Linked DNA regions of Sus scrofa: region 2 is linked to region 1. Evidence: chromatin contacts called from public HiChIP or PLAC-seq data. All regions are on one chromosome and are shown on one strand. Each heading gives the region's core, a stretch centred on a gene start, on an enhancer-like site or on the middle of the called end of the contact. The rest is flanking DNA. Distances are from core to core; before and after follow the strand shown.

Region 1 (7,866 bases), core at 3,156-5,655:
AACTGCATAAACAATTAAAAGGAAGTGTATCCAAAAAAAAATTCAAGGAACTCTTATAGGTTTCTCCGTGCAGGCCTGATGTCTGGGCTTAAAGTGAGAAACCCAAGTTCATTAGAATGGTTAGTTTCTAGAACCAAAGATCTTTGGGTTGGTTTGGTTGGCATACCAGCTCCCCTCTCTATTGGAACTGCTACAGAATGCTGCTTTCCGTGGAAGTCTTTTTCAAACCAAGTCCAGCTACTTCGGCCCCAGAAGGGCAGCCAGATTAGTTATCTTCTGGGGAAAATTTAAATGGTTGTCCTTCCCACAGTGCCTGCTGCACCATAGTAACAACAGACATCCTTGGCCAAGTGCCTGCTGTGCCGAGTCTTCATGACATCGCTATGAGTGGGTATTATTAGCTCCATTTTACAGGGGAGCAGACTTGGAGTTCCCGTTGTGGCGCAGTGGTTAACGAATCTGACTAGGAACCATGAGGTTGCGGGTTTGATCCCTGGCCTCGCTCAGTGGGTTAAGGATCTGGCGTTGCCATGAGCTGTGGTGTAGGTCACAGACACGGCTTGGATCCTGCATTGCTGTGGCTTTGGCATAAGCCGGCGCCTATAGCTCTGATTCCACCCCTTGCCTGGGAAACCATATGCCATGGGTGCGGCCCTAGAAAAGACAAAAAAAAAAAAAAAGGACTGTAGACTTAGACCAAGGTTCACATCATGGCTACACACCGTGTTCCACCAGCCTTGAGTCTCAGTTTCTTTATCAGCAAAGTAGTAATGTATACCTCATTGCTATGAAGACTATGTCAGGTACCACATGCGTGATACCTGACATAGTGCCTAACACATGGTAAGGAAATCCTCCATCAGTGTAACCATGGTGATGATGATCATGGTGATGCTGCTGACAATGCCATGATCTCTTGATCTATAGGAGGTAGCGCATCATAGTACATATTAGAGGGGTGAGGAGAGATAGCCAAAAACCAACAATTCCGAGTAGCCTAAGACAAACTCAGGAGAACTTCAGGGATGATGTTAGAAAGGAACCTGTTGTGATTGGCTGGAATAAACCCGCAAAGAGCTATATTTTATTTATTCATTCGGTGGATTTTTATTGACATGTGTCAGGCCTTGTGCTAAAAGCTGGAGATACAGTGATCATACGACAAACATGATCTCTGCCCTCAAGGAACTTACGGTCTCATGGGGAGTCAAACACTGTTAAAATGATTGCATGGGTCATATGAAATTACAAACTAGAATAAAGGCTGTGAGAGAAAGGGACAGGTTGCTGTGAGAGCACATGACACGGGTCCTGATCTGCTTCAGGTGATCAGGGGTCGTTTTACTGAGGAAGTAACAGCTGAGATTTGAAGGCTCATTAGGAGTTTATTAGGTGAGGGAGTGAGTGAAGTGGAGACACGCTTCCCAAGCATATGGACCAATGTGGCCCCTATGGTAAGAGGCAGCTTAGTGCTTTCAGAGACCTGGGAATGTCAGTATGACTTGAGTACAGAGTGAGGAGCATGTGGGGCAAGAGAAGGGGCTGGAGAGGGAAATCAGGGCCTCATGAAGGAGTTTTTCCTCTTGATTCTAAGAGCATGGGGACCATTGAAAGATTCGAAGGCTGATGTACATTTGTGCTACACATGTGGGGAGCCATATGACCAATTTGGTATTTGTAAGAGATCTTTTTGGCAGTGGTCTTGAGAATGAGTGGGAGGGTATGAGAGTGCCTGTGGGGAAACCAGTTAAGCGGAAACCTTTGCTTTAGTCCCCAAAACAAAGAACTCTGGATTGGGCTGAGATTATCAGAGGTGAGGAGGGAGAAGGGGTTTGAGATATTTAGGAGGTAAATTGGCAGGACTTGATGATGGGTTGTATATAGCTATGCAGAAAGAGAAAGTGTGAGAGGTTTCTGGATATACAAGCGAACTATGGCCCTGCCATTCTAAGCTGAAACAAAGCAACAACAACAACAAAAAGGTAGAAAAAGGAGTTCCCCTTGTGGCTCAGTGGTTAACGAACCCGACTAGTATCCATGAGGATGCTGGTTTGATCCTCGCCTCTCTCTTGGTTTGTCAGGGCTCCCTCGGTTAAGGATCGGTGTTGCCATGAGCTGTGGTGTAGTTTGCAGATGCGGCTCGGATCCCTTGTCGCTGTGGTGTAGGCCAGTGGCTACAGCTCACATTGGACCCTTAGCCTGGGAATCTCCATATGCTGCGGGTGCGGCCCTAAAAAAATAAAAGACCAAAAAAAAAACCAAAAAAAGTAGAGAAAGATACCACCAGATTTGGGTAGAAAGATAGATCTTAATCTGATCTGGAGCACACTGCATTTGTGGTGCCTTTTAGGCATCTCGATGTAGGTGTTCGTGCCCAGGGCTGCCAACAATAGGACACAATGGCCGTGGAATGCCTTTGGACACTCTGACTCAGATCCAGACTCTCTGGGGGTCAGGCTTGTTTAGTCCAGTTGGTCTGAGGGCTCATTTGCTTCTCACCCTTCGTGGTTCTGTTTCCTTACCAGAAAAGGGGTGTTGTGAGAGAATTCAGCCAGAGGGAAGGGTAGGAACAACCTAGGGAGAGAGTCCGCTTCTCCGGGGAAAGCAATTCAGGTATCGATGCATGTTGTTTTAGGTATTTTTCTCCCCACATCTGTGGGTGAGATATTTGTGTCTGATGTGTGTTCATTTCTTTTTTCACTAATTAATTAAAATATCTGCTATTAATAGATATTTACAACATGTCAGGCACAATGCCAAGTCAGAAAGACCTCTGGTTCTTTGGGGAGTGTCATCCCCAGAACCTTTCTGGCATTGCTGTCCTTGTGATCAGACGGAAACCAAGCAGGATGCTGCCCTTTCTCTGAATACTAATTCTCCAGGATGCTGACTGCTGACTTAATCCAGGGGACATGTCCTTGACTTCGGAGACTTGGTTTGTCAGGGCTCCCTCGGCAGCTGAGACTCCCAGGTCTGTCTTGGTTTCCTCTCTTTCACAGAGTCTCCCTAGACAGTGACTGCCTCAGTGCCAGTTCTCCACTTTGAAAGGGATTCGGCTGGGCAGTCTGAGCTCCAACTGGCCACATGTCCCAGTTTGTTGTCTGAGAGCATCTCTTTGTGTCCAGGTGAGGGGTGGGGAGAGAAGTGGCAGCGCAGGCTTTGTGTCCTTATCGGGACTGACGGGCAGGAAGGGGGAGAATGGAGGAGTGACTCATCTCACCCTGGCACCATGTGATAGGATCTGTGAATACCCACGTGGGACAGATACATGCTCTAAGAACATTTGCCTTGTGAAAATCCAAACTCACCAGCCACATGAATTCAGGACAGTGATTACCATCGCGACAGGGAGCATGGTGTCCTTGCAAAAATCCCCTGGTATATTTAACATGCACGTGGTGGGGGGTGGGGGAGACCATGCCAATTTAAGCACCCAGGGGAAGCCGACATTGCCTACGTTAGTGGAACAAAGAACTTGGTACAATTGGAGTGGATGGTGAGGACCTGGGGAGGCCCTCCTGCAGGGGTCACATGACCGTATGTCAGGTGGGATGGTAGACTGAGAATCACATCTCTAAGCTTCTCTCATTCTTGGCTTTGCCTTTCTATCTTGAAAACTAAATGTGCCTTAGGCAAGTCTGCCGAGGACCAAAGTGTCCTTGCAGTTAGAAGGACCTCGGCTAAATCCCGGCTCCCCCTTCTCCTAACTACGTGACCTGGGCGAGTTGCTGTCTGAATTTCCTTCTCCTGGTCTGCAAAACCAGGTCCCCAGTACCTCGCCAAGTTTTGTGTGTGCGAGGGTCAGATGAGTTAAGCCTAGAAGCCAGCACCCCAGGACGTAAGAGCAGGACAAGCTCTGTGGGGCCCCTGATCAGCTGCCTCGGATCAGCAGCCAACTCTAGTGTGTGCACGTGGCCTGGGTGTGTATGCTTTGCTCAGAGAGAACATTCGTCGCTCCCCAGAGCACAAATGCAGGCCGTGTGTCAGCCCACTGGCAGCCTGCAGTGGACTGGGACACACTGTCCTGTTTCTGCCTGAGGAGACACAGGCTCAGCAAGCAGTTAGCCCACCTGGCTTAAGTTTCCCCAGAAAACACGGTCCTCATTACAGAGAAATCCTTTCAGGTTCCGAGGGTGGCACGTTGCTGCAATCTGACCCCTGTAAGAATTCTCGCTATGTCCCCTTCTCACGCCAGCTCTTTCCTAAAGCTGATTTTACGAGGAGCTATTTTCCCAACGGGTTGGATAAACTCCTGAATTGTGTTTCTGATGGCATCTTAGGAGGCCCACACTGTTTTTATTTTCCAGGGGAGCATTAACAAGATATGCACTAGCCTTTGGACGGAGCTAGCACAGTCACTGTCAACTCAAGGCCATTTGCTGCCTGTGGAATCCTTGGTGCCTCAGGCATGGCTCTGGCTTCATAGGTCACCATCTACCACACTCGAATCTTGCCAGCCTGAAGATACTTGCCCCCGTTCAGGGCGCCCGTGACAGTCATCCCAGTTTCCATCTGCACACACAATGCACATTTCTGTTCACTGGTGATTTTCTCCTCCAGCATCCCTGCAGGCTCTGTAGAGTGGAGTTCTTGGCCCCTTTATTCAGATTCAAAGAACAAGGTGCAGTAATGTATCCAAGCTAATTATTGGCAGAGCTGTTTTTCAAGTCCTGGTCTTCTAAGGGGCAGCCTGACTGAATGAAAGCGCCCTCAAGCATGCACGTCTCACCTCTGATACTCATCTGCTCTGTGACGTCATACACGCCACCAGTCGTTAGTATTATAGATGGTTATCCACATTAGTGATGACAGTAAAGTTGCGAAAGCATCCAGCATGGTGAAAGGTGCTCTGCACCATACATCCTTGCAGTGTCACACTAGATGTGGGGAATGGGTTTTATTGTCATCCCTTTTACAGATAAGCATCCTAATATTCACAGAGCTAGCATAACTTGTCTGAGCCTCTGTATCAAATGAAGATCTTGCGACCTCCCTGGGAGGGTGCTTACAACACTGCATGCATGTATGTAAACTGAATAGCACAGAGTCTGTGGTGGACCAGGTGCTCAGTCAATGTTTCTTTCCTTCCTCTAGTTCCCCCTCTGACTTCTCATCCAGTGTTCTTCCCACCCCCTCCCATTTAATCCATTTAGAAGCTGAGGTCATGCTGAAGTCCTCTCCGTAGCGTTCTCTCTCAGGCCCCACCCCCCTACCCCCACACCCAGAGGCCACTTCAAGTGTCTGATCTGAGCTGTCGGTCTGATGCCGCCTCTTTAGTCTTCTGCCAGTTCAGGAAACACCATCCTTTCCTGGCAGGCTGCGCCACACCTCTGACATTTGCCCTGGGGCTGTGTCCTGGAACGCTAAAGCCTGCCCTGGCCTCTCCAGCCACAGGGCTCTCCCCTTTCCTGACTTTCTCTAAGGCCAATACAGGTTGTTTTCCTTACTTTGGCATCTTGCCTGAATCCTTCATGTTGTTATGTTGTCTTTCACCTACGCTAGTGACCTAGAACCCAGGTCTCCTGACTTCCAAGCACCACGTCCTACAGCTTATTACTTAATGTTTAAGAAGCATAACCCTGTCTTTGGGATCCTCAGAAATGTATTTATTTGGATCTCAATAAATGTGTTTTTATTTAGCACCTGCCCTCAGCCAAGCCCTGTGTTAGACTCTGGTGTGGCAGGGAAGGAGGCAGGCAGGTCTGTCCTTTCTGGAGCTTTTGTGGAGCACACATTCTAGGATCAGAGGTAGCGAATAAAAAGGTAAAGTAAATTGGTAAAGTGATTGTAGATTTTAGGTGCCATAAAAGAAATAGGGCTGGGGGATAGAGAGTGCTCAGAGGTGTTTTGTGCACTTTGGGTAGGAAGGTCGGGGAAGGATTCCTTGAGGGGGCGACATTTTGAGCTGAGATCTCAAAGGCAGAGCTGGGGCAGGGGCCTTCCAGGATGAAGGAGCAGTGCACCAGAGTGGGAAGTGGCAAAGACAGAGGCAGGAGCTGGTGACTGTTGGGCCCTGGAGGCCACAGAGTGTTTGCATTTTTTCTAGAATCAGTAGGAAGCCACTGAAGGCCTCTAAGCAGAGGAGTGTCAGGATCTGAAAGAAAACTAAGGGGGGCTAAGTGGAGAATGGATTGGACACTGGGAACAGGGAAGCAGAGATACCAGTTAGGAGGCTGTTATAATAGCCCAGGAGAGTTGACCATGGCCTGAACTGGTTATGACAGTGGAGACAGATACACATTAGTTTGTGCTTGTGTTGAAGTTAGGACAGTGAGGCTTGGTGAAGGATTGAATGAAATGGTCCATTCTGCTCAATCTATTCAGTACCCAGTTAGTGTAAATCAAAGTGATACGGAGCGTCAGTTCCTAAACTGGGGTCCAGGGGGCAACAGACATCTGGCAGTGGTTATGCTAGAGAGGTGACACACCTGATCGGATGGCCAGATGTACCTCTGCAGGTTTGCAAGGCCATCGTAGAGGCTAATTCTTACATCTCTGAAAGACAGCTTGGAGAAGTGAAAAGGGGAGATTTCCAAAGAATTCTTTCATGCAGCAGTACAATAGCAAGTGCCTTATCTGTGGCTGGTATTCCGCTGGTGGTGAATAAGATGGGACTCTGCTCTTTAGGACCTCCCTTCTCTGGGGGGACCTAGAAATGCAAAAAGACAAATCTCGGTAAATCAGGATAATGGCAAAGGGACAAATAAGGGGATGTGGGAACATGAAGGAGAGAGCTTTTCACAGGGAAAGTAAGAGAAATCAGGTATCAAAAGGGAGTAAGGAGAAAGAGCGTTCGAAAAGGGAATAGCATTTGCAAAGGCCAGAATCCTGAAAGAGAGAGGTTCATTTAAGACACAGAACACAGCTGAGTGTGGCTGGGCTTTAGAGTGTGTGGTGGGGTGGTGTGGGCTGCTGTGTAGGTCACTGACTACACTGCAAAGTGCCATGTGTGCCATATTGAGTGTATTGGACTTAATCCTTTAGACATCCGAGAACCGATGGAGGTCTTCAAACCAGGGTCTCAAGGCTGGAAAGCAAATAGCTGCCCCATAGATGGCCAGTCAATAAAATCCCCATTTCCTACCATGTTTGGATGCAGCCGCAGAAACGTTCTCAACACAGCTCTCCAGGCAGTCACTTCCAGGCAAGCAGAATTGGCAGGGGAGGAGGCCTATTTGCCGTTCCCGAAAGAAGCTGAGTCTGTGGATGAGTTTAGAGAGAGAAGTGTTCTAGGATCAAAAACTGCCTTTTACCGTTATCTCATCAGCCTCAAGTAGAATTGGCCTACATTGTGTTAAGACACAGAGGACAGTCTGAGAGAATCCAGCATCCCTGCTGTTGAGGAGAGAGTGGCTGTTGGGCTGGTGGGAGAAATAACAGTGTAGTCTGAAGGAACATACTTCAGTGTGGTCGTGGTTGTATGAATCCCAAGGGGGCAGTGCTGAGCCAGAAAGTACCAGGCTTTCAAGGAATTCTGGTCCACTCACGCTTGGATGGATGCTTCTGACCTGTAGGGAAGTGCAGTGTTTTAGTACATGCAAGGCCTCCTTGTCCAACTGAAATTGGTCCTTTTCCCCAGGAAGCCCCTTTGAAGAGGCCATGTAGCTCCTTTGAAGAAGGTACAGTGTCCTGAGCTGAGGAACCGGAAAGTAACCATTAACTGAGAGTTTAGTGGTGACTGTGATTGTCTTTGCCAGTTCCAGATCCCGGGCATCCAGCAGGGACCTGGCTGGCACACAGTGTGTGCTCAGTGGTGTTTGTTGAATGAATGAACTAGGAAAAGAAAATAACCAGCCAATCAAACATCCTTCTAATCCATCTAATCCCAGCTCTTGAATTTCATTTCTCTTAGCCATGCAATGACCT
Region 2 (7,866 bases), core at 2,631-5,130, 160 kb after region 1:
CACAGCATTTTAAATCAACTCTAGTTAAATAAATAAATAAATATCACACTAGGGTAAGGCTTCCAAAAGAAAGACAGAAAGGAGTTCCCATCGTGGCACAGTGGTTAACGAATCTGACTAGGAACCATGAGGTTGTGGGTTCGTTCCTGGCCTTGCTCAGTGGGTTAAGGATCCGGCCTTGCCTTGGACTGTGGTGTAGGTTGCAGACGCGGCTCAGATCCCAAGCTAATATGGCTCTGGTGCAGGCCGGTGTCTACGGCTCTGATTTGAGCCCTAGCCTGGGAATCTCCATATGCCGCAGGAGCGGCCCAAGAAATGGCAAAAAGACAAAAAAAAAAAAAAAAAAAAGACAGAAAGGAAGAAAGGAAGGAGAGGCCTTGCACAAGGCTTCTGTGGTAATCCAAGTGAGAAATGATAGCAGTGGTAGGGGTGGGGAGAGTAAGACATAGGCAGCTTTTGGATACGGTATTTGAAAGTAGAGCCAATAGGATCTCATGAGAGATTGGCTGTGGGAGTGGAGGGAGCGGGAGAAGAGGCAAAGACCGTGTCCAGGCTGAGCAGTGTGAGGGATGGAGTTGCCATAAGGTGAGATGGGGAAGGGTATGCCAAGCACATTTGTGGGCAGGGAATCAGGAATTCAGTTTGGGACAGGTTAAGTTCGAGAGCACTGCTGAATATTCACGTGATGACATCACGCAGGCTGTCAGATACAGGTTTGGAGTTTCACTGAGAAATCAGGGCTGAACATAGCATGTTGATAGTTATCAACATGTACATGAAATTTAAAGCATGAATGAAGCCCAAACATTGATGTTTCTGACACATTGGATTGTCTGTCCTTCCTTCTGAACAGACCCATCTTCTTTGTGCACATGAAACATCTGGTCACTGACGGGTGAGTTTGGGCCCACTTGTCTTCCGTGAAGTCTAAAATATGGTATTGACTTTGCTGACTTAAAATCTCAGGCCCATGGGGTTAATCCCTCGACTTTGATTTCCACCTCGGAAGCCACCACATTACTCGCCAGGCCGTCCTCCCAGGAGGCGTCTCGGCAAAGCTGGGTGGCATCCCGACGTTGCTCTTCCTTCTAGGTGTTACCAGTAGATGTCTCAACAGTTTATCCGGCCGTCTTTCTCCCTCTTCCTCTATTTTTAGTTTTTGGTAGATTGGTGTCAGATTGGGAAATTCTTGGCGTGAACTTCAATACATTATTTGCATAGAGAGTCTTAGATGGTGTTTTTGAGTCAGAGAGGAATGGAATTTTAAGGTTAGCCCTGTAGATCATGCTCTCGGGGGCAGGAGGTGAGTACAGCTGTCAAAGAGGCCACTTCTGCCACAGCCCCTCAACAAAGGGATTTGGAATGGGTCCTGGGGGGGAGAGGTTCCCTATTCTTGGCAGCTGACTATTCTCTCTCCATTTCAGGCATGGAGACATGACAGTCAGGGGTGTGCCACGTGAAAGAGATGGGCCTAGAGAGTCAGGGCATGACAAAGACGCTAATGGCTGAGCTCCATGCCCTGTCACTCTGGTGTATGGATTTGGGGTCTTGCACAGGGTGGCAGGGAAGGCGGATGAGCTAGAACACATCCATGAGCCTGGCCTGGTGCCTTTCTATAAACCTCCAGCCTTTCCCTCCTCTGGATTCCCGCTTCGCTCTTCCTTCAGGCCTGGTTCTCTCTGCCACCTCCTCCCTCACCCCGGGCACAGAGGGGGCCAGTTCAGAGCCCTGTGACTCAGGCACAGGGTGGGGGAGGATGTTTTGGATGCCGCTCTGCTGACGCTGGTGCCCTCTGTTCTTACATCCTCCTTAATTTACTGCCTGAGGAGGGGGCCAGGGCTCTGGAGAGGGGATTAGATGCTCCACACTGATCTGAGGCAACAGCTGCTGGGCTGGCGGCCGAGGAACGAGGAGTGAGTAGGAGGCGGGGGAAGCTCATGCCTCCACCAAGGCCGGAAGAGAGCTAGGCGGGCATCTGGATGGGGCTCCTAGGCGAGCCTGGCTCTAGAAGAAGCTGCCCTTGGTCTGAGGGGTAGGGCTACAAGGTCTGCTTGAGCAGTAAAGCCAAATCCAGGAGTCACACAGGAAGGCCAAGGGGGCCATCTGGTCAACCATCTTGCCAGCTTTCTGGAGAAAATTAGGAAGAGTTTTCTCTAGCTTTCTGCAACCCGGGGAGGGGAAGGTTGGCTCTGGACCCTAAAGGACAGTCTTATCAAGCCCTAAGTGGCCACATAATTGCGTGAAAGTATCCCTCAAGTCAAGACTGCCCCCACACCAATTGGAACACTCCCTTACAAAGAGAGAACTCTCTTTTCCCTCACTCGTCTTCCACTCGTTTATTCCTTACAAGGCAGAAGGCAACCCAGGTAGTGGCATTTCCACTTGATAGATGGGGAAACTGAGACCCACATTAGTTTAGAGCCTTGTTCCAAGTCACAGCGGGGGTCAGAGGTGTGACTGTTATTAGAGCCTGCATTCTTTCTTTCTTTTTCTTTCGAGGGCCACACCCACAGCATATGGAGGTTCCCAGGCTAGGGGTTGAATCTGTGCTACGGCTGCCGTCCTACACCGCAGCCAGAGCAATGTGGGATCCGAGCTGTGTCTGCAACCTACACCACAGCTCATGGCAATGCCAGATCCTTAACCCACTGAGCAAGCCCAGGAACAAACCCACAACCTCATGGTTCCTAGTCAGATTCATTTCTGCTGCACCATGACGAGATCTCTGAGCCTAGCATCCTTAGCCAAATCACCCTGCATTTTGAGTACCAGGGCACATCTGTTGACACTGAGCACTGGAGACTGGCCTCTCTCCTTCCTTCTGCTCTATAATTCCAGGTGATGGCCTTGTCTAATGGAAAATGCCTCAGGCATGGAAGCCATGAACCTGGACTCCTTGAATCAACTAATGTCTCCTTTTGGGGACTTGGTTTTCCCATCCGTATAATGGACAATATCTTGAATAGCCCTATGACTATCCTTAAAAACCTAACAGAATATTGCCTTAGTCAGGGATAGGACAGAAAAGGCTTTGGGGGTCATTAAAAAAATAAAGATTTGGGCTCTGGAGTTAAAATATTTGCCACTTCCTATCATTTCTAGTAAGTTTTCCCCCTCTTTGAAGTAAATCACTTTATCTTCTGTAGTCAAGGGATAATAACACCTACCCCACATGGCTGTTACAAAGATTGAAAGAGATAATCTACTCTAAAAGCCAAGCATTATTCCTGGTGCCTAGTAAATGTTCAATAAATTATAGAAAGAGCAATAGCAGTTGTTGTTGGGTGTTACTTATTTCTTAGTGATAAAAGTAGCCCCTGAGATTGGGCCAAGAGATCCTGGGCTAGGAGCTAGATTAGGGTGATGGTTCTCACTCCTGGCTGACCAGTCAGGATCACTGTTTTGGAGACGGATACTTAACAAGGTTCCTAGGTGACCCTGAGGATCACCCGAGGTTGGCAATCACTATCTTAGGAGACCCGCTTTGATGGTTGGATAATTGACATATCAGTTGTTTGTAGGTAAACAGATGCTCAGCCATTTAATACTTTAAACACTTTCCCCAACTGGTACTTCTATTACTAATTAACTCCTAACGAGCCCTTCCTTCTCTGGGTCATGAGCAGGAATTCCCCACTGGGGGTTCCCAATTAACGAGGTTTACCCAGCTTGGGGGCCTCTGGGAAGCAGGCAGGACTAATTATGCTCTAGCCCCCCAACCCCCGGCCAAATCCTCTCCCTGTCCTTCATCAATCTTGTCCTGGCCTCCAGCTGGCTTGCATTAGCTCTGGTTTTCCAGCCCCCACGGTTGCGGCTGTAGCTGAGAGGTTGAGCCAGTCCAGGCTGGATGGATCTGTCACCCGATCCTGGGTCTGCGCTACAGCCAGTCCTGGAATCTGGGGCAACGTGATCCTGCCCTGCGGGAGCCCCTAGCCAAGCAAGGGACGCCATGGCGGGGCTCAGAAAATCCCAGCTATCCGGGCACCTCTGCCTAAGCCCCCAAAGATCATATCCACGATTCTCAGAGCACCTCCTGTCTAAGCCTCTCACCTTAAAGAGCAGGAAATTCGGGCCTAGAGACATGAGGCACCTGCCCAAGGTCACAGAGTCTGTTCAAGGCAGAACTTGCACTAGAACTCTGATCTCTCTGCTCCCAGCCCAGGCTCTTTCCCTGGCTCCTCCTGGAGAAGTTCTGGACCTACTGTCCAGATGACCAGGTCTGTTATGGGGGCTCCTGTCCAACCCCAGGTCCCAGGAGATCAGGGGAAGGAAGTTTTGAACCAAAGCACATGATCCCTTTAACACGGATTTAGAAAGTCCAATTTCAGGTAATTTAAAGTTGGAAATTTGAGGAGTAACAGGAATAAAAATAGGGAATTATTGAATCAAGGGCAAGAAATAAATTTTTAAAATGCCTTTTATAGACATAGCACTTTTTACATAATTGAGGAACAAGATGGATTTTTTTTTTTTTTAAATGTCTTTTGTCTTCTTAGGGCTGCATCTGTGGCAAATGGAGGTTCCCAAGCTAGGGGTTGAATAGGAGCTGTAGCCGCCGGCCTACGCCAGAATCACAGCAACACGGGATCCAAGCCGCGTCTGCGACCTACATCACAGCTCATGGCAACGCTGGATCCTTAACCCACTGAGCGAGGCCAGGGAGCGAACCCGCAACCTCATGGTTCCTAGCTGGATTCGTTTCCACTGAGCCACGATGGGAACTCCAGATGGATGGATTTTACACTTAGGAACACTCACCTCTAGAATCTGAGTTTGCTTATTATCATATTCACCCAAAGGTATTACTTCATCCAAAGATATGGACTATGAAACAAAAAAATTCATAGGGGAAAGCTTGCATTTTGTCTTTAGTAGTTGAGACAAAGGTCAAGATAGTTTTCTAAAAACTGATCTTTCCCACAAAATTCCTCTTTTTTTTTTTTTTTTTTTTGCGGCTCTGCCTGTGGCATGTGGAAATTCCTGGGCCAGGGATTGAACCTGTCTGTGCACAGTAGCAACCCGAGCTGCTGCAGTGACAACGCTGGATTCTTAACCTGCTGCACCACAGCGGGAATGCCTCCGTTTTTTTTAATACCTGGATTTTATGGGTCTCACTCCCCTTCTATCTCCTAAATGGTTTGATTCAAGTCTCTAGGATAAGAAGTGGTTCTGTTAAGGTTCTGAAGGGGAGGACAGCAGGGGCCACACAGCTATGTGGTCTTGGGCTTAAAAACACTAGGATGTCAGGAAGCTTTTATCTAGAAAAGGTGAAAGAGCCACCTTCCCTCGGAGACAGCCTGGCCCTTGGGGGTGGCTGAGGGTGTAGAAAAAGTGCCAGCCCTTTGGTAAGAGTTGCCATATGTTGAGAAAGGGCTTACTATGTCCTGAGGACTTTGCCCACTACTATTTTATAAGGTAAGTATTTTTATCCCTATTATCCATTTGAGGAAGCTGAGCTTTAGAGCACTCAGGTGGCATGCCAAAAGTCACTACCTAACTAAGTGGCGGAGCCAGGATTTGAACTCGGATTTGTAGGATTCAGAAGTCAGTATGTTTTTCTTCAGTGGCTCTTGGGTAGACGTGTGACATACCGCATACTTCAGCTTGGGTGAGGTAAACTGGTTCACATTACCTGAGGGTTTATTTTCCTGTTGCTGCCCCGCCAGAGTTCATAAAACTCTTCAGGAAGCCCCACAAGCGCCTGGCCCACCTCTGCTTTCAGTCATGGTGGAAGAGGACAGATCCAGGCGGGGATCTCGTTCTCAATGTCCTCCCTCAAGCAGAGCCAGAGTCTTCCCTGATTCTGAAGAGGGGTTTCGTCCACACCGCAGGAGCTCGCTTGCAGCCTGTGAATGCTGCCTGGAGGCACACGGGAGTTAACTGCCTCAGCAACAATTTCCAGTCAGGGCCGAGGGAAGACAGACTCCAGCTCTCCTCTGTCAGGTGGACACTTCCGGGAGTGTGCAGTGGTTCCATTGGAATCGAGCCCTTTACCCACAGACCTCAAGGAAACGTGCCCTCATCTTGGCTCTTGCTACTTCCCTGGTTGACTCCTCCTTCTTCACGCTTCGGCTTCCTAGGCTCTCCTGCAGAATAGACCCCCTCCGTCAATCCTTGCCTGAGGCTCTGCTTTCACAGTGACCCAACCTACCCTGTTTGGTGCCTGGAAGGCTGGGCAAATTAGGAATAGCCCCTTGGTGGAGGGAGCATGAGTGGGGGACATGGTGGCAGAGTAGGAAAGAACCCTGAACAGAAAGTAAACTTCGAGGGACACAGCAGCTAGGATCTCGTTTCTTTCTCTGGAGATTCTCCATATATAAAATTCCAGGAGCTTCTGGAGTTTCTGTCCAAATGGGAGGTGTCACCTGGATTTATGGGAGCTGACATGTGATCTCTTGAATTTGTGGCAGCGGGTGGGGTCATCATTCAACGGGATGTTTCAGAATGAGGCTGTCCCTGTCTTCAGTTGAGGATTTACCTTAGCCCTAGGTGGTGGCTTCCCCAGACTGTCACCAGCGGGGCTGTCTCAGGTAGGTCACTACTTGGCCACAGTTTCAATAAGCCAGTTTCACTGGTCACAGAGGCTGGGTCTTGCACAGAGTGGGGGACTGTTTTTACCTGGTAATATCTTTGGAGCTGAAATCCAGCCACATCCTAAGCCTCTGTATAAAAACAAAGGGGAGAATTTAACCAGCTGGAAAAATCAATTTATATGCTTACAGAGAAAACAGTAAGGCCTGACACTGCCGCTTCATTTTCACGAGGTGAGTCACTGAAATGGTTGACCTCATGGCTAATCTCTGAGCAAAGGCGCGCTGGCAGTGAACTGCTGGCACGGGAATGGCCTCAGACCTGTTTCCTGGAACTCTGGCGCCAGTCAGAGCCCAGAGTGGCCTTTCGCCATTAGGAAATCAGATTACTTTTCCAAGGAACAAGTTCCCAGCTCAGAAATGCAGGTCTAGCTGATTGGCCGGTTTCACTGACTAGTACGCTTTTCGAGGTTATTGATTGGCCAGTTCCACCACCCACGCCTTGCAATATGCAGCTTTCATTGGTCGAGTTCACCAAGTGCTCACCAAAGATCCTGTTTGCTGGTTGATGGAGTCCCACCAGCCCGTCAGCTGAAAGGACTCTGCTGTCACACATCTTCCAAACAATTTCTATTTAAAGGCTCTGATCTTCTGAATATATGCTTCTCTCATAAGCCTACGTTGAATGTGTTTGCTTCATGCCTCTTCCCTGTACTGTAGAGTGAAACATTTGGAGATGGATGAACTCTGTATTTGAATCCTTGCTCAAATTTATTGGCCTTGTGACTGTAGACGACGATTTAACTTCTGTATGCCCAAATTGTAATAGCCAAGGTCACTACAGTTAGATGTGTTCAAATTCAGCTTTAATGTTTGCTGGCTGTGCGATTTCAAATGGGTTACTTGACTTTTCTGAGCCTCACTTTCCTCAGCTGTAAAATAAAGAGTAGTATTATTATATACTGCCTACATGTTGGGCAGAATCAATGAGATAATGAATGTAAAATATTTGGCACATAAGTTCTCCATAAATGTTAGCTGTTTCTATTGTGCCTTTAGAGGGAAGGGAACTTACAGAATAATACAGACCTAGTCCTGTCCTTGAGTGGCCAAGGATTCGATGCAAAGATCAGCTGGTGTACAGACCTGGGTGATTGTCAGTGATCTCATGAATGCTGTTCTTATCTTCCTGGGTGAGGACAACCCTATGGTTGGTCCTACTTGGGTCTGTCCCTCATGAGATGCAGGCAGAGGCTTCCTGTGTGAACTAGAGGGAGGAGAAGGTAGAATGTTGAAATGAAATAAGGCCGGTGGCTCTGAGAAAATTATGTGAATC

Evidence for each region. HiChIP or PLAC-seq counts read pairs in DNA pulled down with a chosen protein or histone mark.
Region 2: an H3K27ac HiChIP or PLAC-seq map of skeletal muscle shows a contact between it and region 1. The contact joins two enhancer-like sites. A contact is called at or near these places in 3 of 47 Hi-C or Micro-C datasets (psoas muscle and skeletal muscle) and 1 of 2 datasets of contacts at active chromatin or transcription factors (skeletal muscle).

The regions. Positions count from the first base shown.
Region 1 is chr2:41,292,951-41,300,816 of Sscrofa11.1, forward strand. The region is part of intron 10 of SERGEF (secretion-regulating guanine nucleotide exchange factor); the gene reads left to right. Among named protein-coding and RNA genes, the nearest start is that of KCNC1, 110 kb to the right of the region's middle. Within about 2 kb of position 4,406, at least 8 of the 83 cell types and tissues checked have an H3K27ac peak or open chromatin away from gene starts, as enhancers often do. A contact at or near this core is called in skeletal muscle, where this site is marked.
Region 2 is chr2:41,457,436-41,465,301 of Sscrofa11.1, forward strand. No RefSeq gene overlaps it. Among named protein-coding and RNA genes, the nearest start is that of MYOD1, 37 kb to the left of the region's middle. Within about 2 kb of position 3,881, at least 4 of the 83 cell types and tissues checked have an H3K27ac peak or open chromatin away from gene starts, as enhancers often do. A contact at or near this core is called in skeletal muscle, where this site is marked.